Linked DNA regions of Sus scrofa: region 1 is linked to region 2. Evidence: chromatin contacts called from public HiChIP or PLAC-seq data. All regions are on one chromosome and are shown on one strand. The core of a region is the stretch at or near the end of the contact, and the rest is flanking DNA. Distances in the headings are between cores, read along the strand shown.

What was found. HiChIP or PLAC-seq counts read pairs in DNA pulled down with a chosen protein or histone mark.
Region 1: an H3K27ac HiChIP or PLAC-seq map of alveolar macrophages shows a contact between it and region 2. The contact joins two enhancer-like sites. A contact is called at or near these places in 3 of 47 Hi-C or Micro-C datasets (embryonic fibroblasts, epiblast stem cells and retroperitoneal adipose tissue) and 1 of 2 datasets of contacts at active chromatin or transcription factors (alveolar macrophages).

The regions. Positions count from the first base shown.
Region 1 is chr6:166,581,267-166,586,205 of Sscrofa11.1, forward strand. C6H1orf228 reads right to left here. Exons shown (of 18, transcript XM_021096783.1): 15 at 760-837. Among named protein-coding and RNA genes, the nearest start is that of KIF2C, 5.8 kb to the left of the region's middle. Within about 2 kb of position 2,610, at least 11 of the 83 cell types and tissues checked have an H3K27ac peak or open chromatin away from gene starts, as enhancers often do. A contact at or near this core is called in alveolar macrophages, where this site is marked.
Region 2 is chr6:166,284,287-166,288,850 of Sscrofa11.1, forward strand. All of the region lies in intron 4 of ZSWIM5 (zinc finger SWIM domain-containing protein 5), which reads left to right. Among named protein-coding and RNA genes, the nearest start is that of UROD, 44 kb to the right of the region's middle. Within about 2 kb of position 3,290, at least 10 of the 83 cell types and tissues checked have an H3K27ac peak or open chromatin away from gene starts, as enhancers often do. A contact at or near this core is called in alveolar macrophages, where this site is marked.

The DNA.
Region 1 (4,939 bases), core at 1,360-3,859, 300 kb after region 2:
AGACAAACATGGAAAAAAAAAAAAACCTAGAAAAGCTTTTTTTTTTTTTTTTTTTTTGGCTGCACCCATGGCATATGGAAATTCAGCAGGAACTCCTAGAAAAATTTTCTTTTGGAGTTCCCGTGGTGGCGCAGCAGAAACAATCCGACTAGTATTGATGAGGATTCCAGTTTGATCCCTGGCCTCGCTCAGTGGGTCAGGGAGCTGGTGTAGCCATGAGCTGTGGTGTAGGTTGCAGATGCAGCTTGGATCCCATGTTGCTGTGGCTGTGGTATAGGCTGGCAGCTGTACCTCTGACTTTGCCTCTAGCCTGGGAACTTCCATATGCTGCCCTTGCAGCCCTAAAAAGCAAAAAAAAAAAAGACACTTTCTTTTATTTATTTTTTGGCTATGTTTGCATCATGTGGAAGTTACAGGGCCAGGGATCAAACCAGCACCATAGCAGCTTCTTGAGCCGCAGTAATGACAACACTGGATTCTTAACCCACTGGGCCACCAGGGAACTCTCTAGATAACTTTTTTTTTTTTTTTTTTTTCTAGATACCACTAGGGAACTACCAGAACCGGATCCGAGCCGTCTGATAACTTTTTAATATAGTCACTGAAATTAAAAATAGTAAAAAAAGTAACCCTCTGGAACTGTACTTCAGTTTCCAATGAACTAAATGGTTCAGTGGATGCTAGGTGAAAGGTTACTGAGGACAGGATGTTTGTATGTGCCAGAGTATTGCATTAACAGCTTAGGAAGGGAAAGCATACCTTTCCATGGAAAAATGTGGCAGTCACCGCTGTAACCAGGCATCACTAGTCATGGGGCACTCTGGCATCACGTGTCTCCTGAAAGGATACAATATGAAGGACACAGCATCATCTAAGTGATAACGATGCCCCAAATGTGCAATCTACATCCAGTCCAGCTTCTAGATTTAACTTCCCAGCAACAACAGCAGCAGCAAAATATTTGACTTTCTGTTTCCAGGAAATACAGGGGATGGAGAAACAAAATGAATGACACCTTGAGAAGTAAATCAGGCACATTTAGAATGTAGGACACTTTATTTATTTAGTTTTATTTTGCTTTTTAGGGCTGCCCCCGCGGCATATGGAAAGACCAAGGCTAGGGGTCGAAGGAGCTACAGCTGCCAGCCTATGCCACAGCTCCCAGCACCGCCGGATCCTTAACCCACTGAGCGAGGCCAGGGATCGAACTTGTGTCGTCATGGATGCTGGTCAGATTCATTTCTGCTGAGCCAGGACAGGAACTCTGAAATGGAAGGTTTTTATAGGAAGGGGGGTAGAGCAAGGGAGCTATTAGCAAAAGAGAAGAAAGGATTATTTCTAGGCCAGGACATGTCCTTTCTGCCAGGGGAAGAGACTGGCAAGGATTTTATTACCCAGATTGCCTCTTCTTTCTCTGGGGAATGAAGAGGGCCCACGTGGCAGATGACCTCATTGGTGCTGACCAGAAAATTACAGACTGGTTGATTAAGGTTACATGTCTGATGCAGGTTGAAACTGCAGTAGGTTAGGTATTAAATCTAGAAATGGGGAGTTCCCGTCGTGGTGCAGTGGTTAACGAATCCGACTAGGAATCATGAGGTTGCGGGTTCGATCCCTGGCCTTGCTCAGTGGGTTAAGGATCCCATGTTGCTGTGGCTGTGGCGTAGGCTGGCAGCTGTAGCTCCGATTAGACCCCTAGCCTGGGAACCTCCATATACCACGGGTGTGGCCATAAAAAGACAAAAAATAAAATAAAATAAATAAGTATAATAAATATTCTCAAAAGAAAAGGGAGAATATTGTTAACCTAAGGTAGGAACAAACAAGAAGAATTAGTTGGCAATACTGGGAATGAAAAATTTAATTGTTGAAACCCTGCATGGCTTGAAAGCAGAATGGTTACAGCCAAATGGGAGGATGAGCAATGAGCTCAGGGTGAACAGTCACCCAAAAGGCATTAGGAAGGGACAAAGAAAACAGGGAAGACTGAAAAACAGATGAGCTCACTGTCTGTGACACACTGTTGGTGGCTAACCCCACAGCCCACTCCCAGCTCCCTTCTTCCTTCTGCCTCGGAGGCTAGAAAAGCTGAACGCGGGCTTTCCCAGACGCCCCAGCCCGCAGAGCTGGTCACGTGACACAACGAGATACAAGCAGGTTCTGGCCAACGAGATACAAGCAGGACTGTTCTGGGAGGCTCCTGAGCAGAAAATGTTCTTTTCCTTTTTTTTTTTTTTTTTTGTCTTTTTAGGGCCACACCTGCGGCATATGGAGGTTCCCAGGCTAGGAGTTGAACTGGAGCTGTAGCCACCGGCCTACACCACAGCCAAAGCTACGTCAGATCCGAGCCGCGTCTGCAGCCTTTACCACAGCTCAGGGCAACGCCAGATCCTTAACCCACTGAGCGAGGCCAGGGATCAAACCTGCGTCCTCCTGGATGCTCGTCAGGTTCGTTTCCACTGAGCCACCATGGGAACCCCTGTTGCGTTCTAAGAGAAGGGAATGCCATGAGAATCCTTTGCTTGTAATATTTCCTCCCCCTTTCTTGTCTTGGACATGGATGTTTTGTCTGGAGCCGTGACAGCGGTCTTGTGATCACGAGGTAGGTTGATAGTCATCAGATCAAAAAAATCCAGCATTGAGGACAACCAAGCACGAAGGCGGGATGACACCAGGAAGGTTCTTGGTGACTGAACACTTGAACTCGTGCCAGCAACCACCTACATTCAGACTCCTTGTTGTGTAAATAAAAACCATAATAAAGCAAAACAAAAGCCCACTTGTTTATTTAAGCCACTTTTATTCATGTTTTCTCTTACGAGCAACTGAAAATATTCCTAACTGATGCCTTGTGCAATAATTTGGAGAAGAGCTACAAAGTGGAGCTTCAAAAAACATAAGGAGGGGGGAGGCAGAAATCAGTGAAAAAGAGATTTTAAAAAAGAATTTTAGGAGTTCCCATTGTGGCTCAGTGGTAATGAATCTAACTAGTATCCATAAGGATGTGGTTTTGGTCCTTGGCCTTTCTCAGTGGATTAAGCATCCAGCATTGCCATGGGCTGCGGTGTAGGTCACAGATGTGGTTCAGATCCGGCATTGCTGTGGCTGTGGCTGTGGCCGGCAGATCCAGCTCCAATTTGACCCTAGCTCGGGAACCTCTATGTGCCACAAGTGCAGCAGCCCTAAAAAGCGAATAAATAAATAAATAAATAAAACTAGTTATTGGAGTTCCCTTGTGGCAAAGTGGGTTAAGGATCTGGCATTGTCACTGCTGCAACTTGAGTTGCTGCTGTGATGTGGATCTGATCCCTGGCCTGGGAACTTCCATATGCTCCGGGCACAGCCAAAATAACCCACAACGCCCCACCAAAAACTAGTTATTTAAAAGTCTTAGTGGTTCCCACTGTGGCAGAGTGTGTTAAGGATCCAGCATTGCCGCAACTGTGGCCTAGGTTGAAGATATGGCTTGGATTCAACCCCTGGCCTGGGAGCTTACATATGCTACAGGTGCATCTGAAAAAGGAAAAAAAAAGTTTTAATAGGGAGTTCTCTGGTGGTCTAGTGGTTAAGACTCAGCCTTTCACTGCTGTGGCTTATGTTCAATCCTTGGTTTGGAAACTGAGGTCCATATCAAGATGTTGCAAGTCTCAGCCAAATAAATTAAAAATAATGTAAATTGTCCAACTGGCACAAGAAAAAATAAGTAAACTTGAATAGAGCAAGTTAGGCAATTGCTGTGAGCTGTGGTGCAGGTCACAGAGGCGGCTCGGATCTGGCGTTGCTGTGGCTGTGGTGTAGACCAGAAGCAACAGCTCCGATTAGACCCCTAGCCTGGGAACCTCCATATGCCACACATGCAGCCCTAAAAGGACAAAAGACAAAAACAAACAAACAAAAAAAGAAAAAGCCATGAGAATCAATACCAATATATAAATAAACTAAAAGAGTTCTGCAAGGTTGCTCTAAGTGGCATCATACGCATGAATATGCCTCTCCACTATCATTATCCAGCTGGGTAATAGTAAAAGTAAGATACTATTCATAATAACAACAAAACTATAAAATACCTAGAAACCAGCCTTAAAAATGACCTTTATAGAGAGAGAGAAAAAAAAGTAGACTCTTAAGGACTTAAAGAGATCATTGAATGGAATAAAATATATATTAATGGATAGTAATGTGGTAAAGATGTTATTTCTCTCTAGATATATCCAACATTTGAATGCAATTTCCATCAAAATTCCAGCTGAATCTTTTAAGACACTTCATAAAGTTATTTTAATATTTACATGGAGAAATAAGGTTCACGAGTATCTGTATAAATAGGAGAATACAGAGTAAACAGAGAGGACATCGCCTGGGAGATTAAGAAGGCCCCGTTAGGAGTTCCCGTCGTGGTGCAGTGGTGAACGAATCCGACTAGGAACAATGAGGTTGCAGGTTCAATCCCGGTCCTTGCTCAGGGGGTTAAGAATCATCGTTGCCATGAGCTATGGTGTAGGTTACAGACAAGGCTCAGATCCCTCGTTGCTGTGGCTCTGTCGTAGGCCAGTGGCTACAGCTCCGATTAGACCCCTAGCCTGGGAACCTCCATATGCTATGGGTATGGCCCTAAAAAGACAAAAAACAAAAACAAAAAAACAGGGTGAGGAGTTCCCATTGTGGCTCAGTGGGTGAAGAACCTGACTAGTATCCAGGAGGATGTGGGTTTGATCCCTAGCCTTGCTTAGTGGGTTAAGAATCTGGCCTTGCTGTGAGCTATGGCATAGGTGTCAGATGTGGCTTGGATCTGGCGTTGCTGTGGCTGTGGTGTAGGCCGGCAGCTGCAGCTCTGATTTGACCCATAGCCTGGGAACTTCCATAAGCTGTTGGTGCAGCCCTAAAACACACACGCACACACACACAAAGTTGTGTTAATGATATTGTTCCATGCCTCTCA
Region 2 (4,564 bases), core at 2,040-4,539:
TCAGAGTTTCAGTCTCATATTAGCAGCTGCCCCATGAAAATCTCCTGATCACCTCAAACTTGAGACCTCCAAAAGTGAAATCAAACCTTCTTGGAAAAAAGGTTCCCCTGAGCCTGGCATGGGCACCACTGTTTCTTACTCTACCAAATTTATCGTCAAGCATTCCTGCGTCTTTCATTCCCTACATTCAGTCACCAAGTTAATTTGATTCCTTGACCTTCAGATACCACTTAGTGTCCACCCACACTCTTACTTCCCATCGCCCTGATCTGGTCGAGAGCCTTGGGACTTACAGATTCAATTAGACCCCCTGAATGGCCTTTCTGTTCCAGAGTCTCCGCATTAAGGCCTTTGGTCGTTGTTTCTCTTCATCGTTCCCTTGCTCAAAGGCCAGTTTTGCAGGGCTCCTCCCCAGCTCCTCTCCCTCGTTGCAGAGTCCTCTGTACCCTGAACTCACCATCCAGTCATGGCCCCCCTTTGGGGTTACACTGGAAACGTCCTACATGGCACACTCTAAAAGTTTTAATAAAGCTCCTCCGTACTTCCTCCGCCCCAGAAAGCGACAGCAAGCTTTCTACTCATACGCAAGAGCACAAGAGAGAAACTGCAGCTTAGGATTTTAGTGACTCCCCCAAAGCATATACATTACAGTCTTAGGGCTGAAAGCCTTGGAGAATGAGGCTTAATGACTCTGAGACTGTGCTTGGTTACTTCGGGGCTGGGGAATGTGGGGCTTGGGTTTGGGTGCTGAGGCTTTTTGATCTCACCTGGGGCACTAATGGCGTTAGAGTTCTCATTAATAATGAATATCTGCATTACTGAGTGTGATTTGCCCGTCTCTGTGTTCGAGACTGTACTCACATTGTTTCATTTAATTCTCATAACAAACTCATGAGGTAATTCTGTGTGTATTGAAAGGAGCAGAGACGGCTCTGGGTACAGAATAAAATAAAGAATTTTAGAAGACGGTCTCTGCCGGAACCCAGTCACACTTTCCGAAGCACGGGAACGTTGAACTGTTAGTCTGAGGTTACTAGTCCACCGAGTTGTGACCAGGGTCACATGACACAATACATGACCACTTGGGGACAGCGTCTAGACGCTTACCTCAGAAGGGGTCGGATATTGGCAGCACCATATTTTTAGGTGAGAAAATGAGCTCAGAAAAGTATTTTAAGAACACACACTAATAAGTGGTGGTTCCTAACACCAGAACCCCAGTCTGTCTGACCCCAAATCACACATCCTTCTGCACCATCTCCTTCAGTTCCACCCTGTGTTCTGTTTTCCCCCAAAGTGCATGTTTCTTAAGAATTTGAAATTAGCCTTCAGAGAGTCTGTTTCATCTAAGGTCTGAATCTCTTGGGAGTAATTTCTGTAACAGTCATGGACTTGTAGGCTTGGGCTTGGCCTTTGGGGCAAAGGTAGGTAAGAGGAAGGATGCAGAGCTGGCTCCCAGTGCTTTTAAAGCTCTGTCATATACTTAGGTTCATTATAAAAAGCTCTTGATTCTGACATTTTCATACCTAGGAAATTGCTGTATCACCCTTCCAAGAAACTCAGCATTCTGCAGAATGTCTCAAAATCACCTGGAGTACTTGTTTAAACATGTTCCTGGGCCCTATCTCCAGAGTTTCTGATTACATGGGTTGAAAATAGGGCCTGTTAGTTTGCATTTCCAACCAAATTCCCTGAAGATGCTGATGCCACAGTTCCAGACACCATATTTTTAAAACACCAAACTAAGGGGAAGCTTTATTGGGTCCAACACAAGAGCAAGTACATTGCTGCTTCCCCTGACTACTCCGAGGGCTCCTTACTGGTCATGCAGTCTGCTCCGCTGCAGGAACTCGGAGGCGTGGGCTCACTATTTTCACTTCCTGAACCAGAGATAATAGCAGCAATCAGACATGACCGTCTCTAGGTCCAAACGTGAAGTTTTCTTATCTCCCCCATCTGTACACATAAGCTTGTGCGCTCTCTCTCTCTCTCTCTCTCTCTCTCTCTATCTCTCTCTCTTTTTATGGCCACGCTAGCAGCATATGGAAGTTCCCAGGCCAGGTATTGAATCTTAGTCACAGCTGAGACCTATGCCGCAGCTGTGGCGATGCCAGATCCCTTTAGCCCACTGTGCCAGGCCAGGGATTGAACCACCACGCCTCCACTGCAACCTGAGCTGCTGCAGTCGGATTCTTAACTCACTGTGCCACAGCAGGAACTACAGCTTTCTCTTCTTTTAAAATCTATAAAGTATCTCTGCTCTCATTAAAAAACCAATCCTAACACAGTTTCTCTAGGCCCTGGGCTGTTTCCTTTTCTCAAGAATTATGCTCCTATAATTCCTCCTTTCTCTGGCATCATTAATTTCTTTGTCAGCAGGGAGATTGCTGGATCAATCTCATCAGCATACCAATATGCTCTAATATTTTCAACCTCAAAAAAAAAAAAAAAGTGCCTTTGGAGTTTCCTGGTAGCCTAGCAGATAAGGATTTGGCATTGTCACTTCTGTGGTTTGGAGTCATTTCCTGGCCTGGGAACTTCCTCATGCAGCAGCCATGCCCCCCTCCCAAAAAAAAAGAAAAGAAAAGTGCCTTGATATTTCCATCCCCGTCTAATTACTACCCCATTTCTCTTCTTCCCTTCAGAACAACCCTTCCTGATGGAGTTCCCGTCATGGCTCAGTGGTTAACGAATCCGACTAAGAACCATGAGGTTGTAGGTTCGATCCCTGGCCTTGCTCAGTGGATTGAGGATCCGGCGTTGCCGTAAGCTGTGGTGTAGGTTGCAGATGCCACTCAGATCTCGCGTGGCTGTGGCTGTGGCATAGGCCAGCAGCTGTAGCTCGGGTTAGACCCCGAGCCTGGGAACCTCCATATGCCTCGGGAATGGTCCTAGAAAAGGCAAAAAGACAAAAAAAAAAAAAAAAAAAAAAAGAACAGCCCTTCCTGAAAATCTTGTCTGACGTCACTCTTTCCACTGCAATTGAGCTTCCACTGCTATAGCTGCCACTCTGTGGACAGGGAGCTCTTGTCAGAATCACCAGTGACTTCCATATTCGCTAAATACAGTGGTCACTTCACAGCTGTTCTTATTTGACCTCTTCGCAGTCTTCGGTAAAAGTGACCATACCCTTCTTGAAACATGCTCTCTGGGCTTCTATCACCCTGTATCCTCTTGGCTTTCCTCCAGCATTTCTGGCTACTTTCTGTCAAGCTGCTTTACAGGCTCCTCTGCTCCCCCTCCCTCTTCTAAATACTGAGGATTCTGCTCTACCCACTTCCCTGTCTGCGTATTCAGACCCAAGGCTTTAAATACCATCTAGCTGAGTCACAAACTCACCCCTGACCGTTCTCCTCAGCAGTGGACTCACTGTCCAGCTTCCCACCACTTCTAAGAAACATTTCAAACTTAACATGACCTCACAGACTCTTAATTTTCCCACCAAAGCCTGATTTTCCCCTCGCTTCCCCTGTCTCAGTATATGGTAGCAAGATGTATCTAGTTGCTCCAGAAGAAGATCTGAGTCATGCTGGGTTCCCTCTGTGCTCTATTGTATACCCAGGGCAAGCCCTATTGCCCTGCAGAGCTGGAAGACTGAATAGTATCTATAAAGTGCTTAATAGAATGCATAGCCCATTAAAAGAAGTAAACTATAGCTATTATTTTATGTTTATATTTAATGTATTATCATTATGTAAAATTTTAACTTCCATAGTAGCTGCATTTGCTTAGAGTTTTTGACACTTTTTTTTAAGTCAGTAGAAAATAGTTTTTGGATACTGTAGCATTCCTCATGAGTGCTGTTATATGTAGATACCAGTAGGGTTTTTCGCCTTGCCTCTTTCTTCAAGATGGAACAATCTCTGAGTTGTTTTCTTTGTCTTTTTTTTTTTTTTGCTATTTCTTGGGCCGCTCCCGCGGCATATGGGAGGTTCCCAGGCCAGGGGTCTAATTGGAGCTGTAGCTGCCAGCCTACGCCAGAGCCACAGCAACGCGGGATCCGAGCCGCGTCTGTGACCTACACCACAGCTCATGGCAACGCCGATCGTTAACCCACTGAGCAAGGGCAGGGATCGAACCCACAACCTCATGGTTCCTAGTCGGATTCGTTAACCACTGCGCCACGACGACGGGAACTCCCTCTGAGTTGTTTTTGAAACAAATCCATGATGACTTAATAAAGCAGAAAACTCACTTTCTTTATTTATTTCGTCTTTTGTCTTTTTAGGGCCGCACCCGTGGCATATGGAGGTTCCCAGGCTAGGGGTATATTCATAGCTATGGCTGCTGGCCTACACCACAGCCACAGCAACTCCAGATCCAAGCTGTGTCTGCAACCTACACTCCCAACCTTGTGGTTCCTAGTTGGATTCTTTTCTGCTGCGCCACAACGGGAACTCCAGAAAACTCACTTTAAAGTGAAAGTACTCACTTTCTAGGGATTCCTCTTTTTAATATTTCAGGGCCTAGGAAATAAGAATTCCTGATGACTAAAGTTAGATCCTGCTGCAGTTCTCATCGTGGCTCAGTGATTAACAAGCCTGCCTAGCATCCATGAAGATGC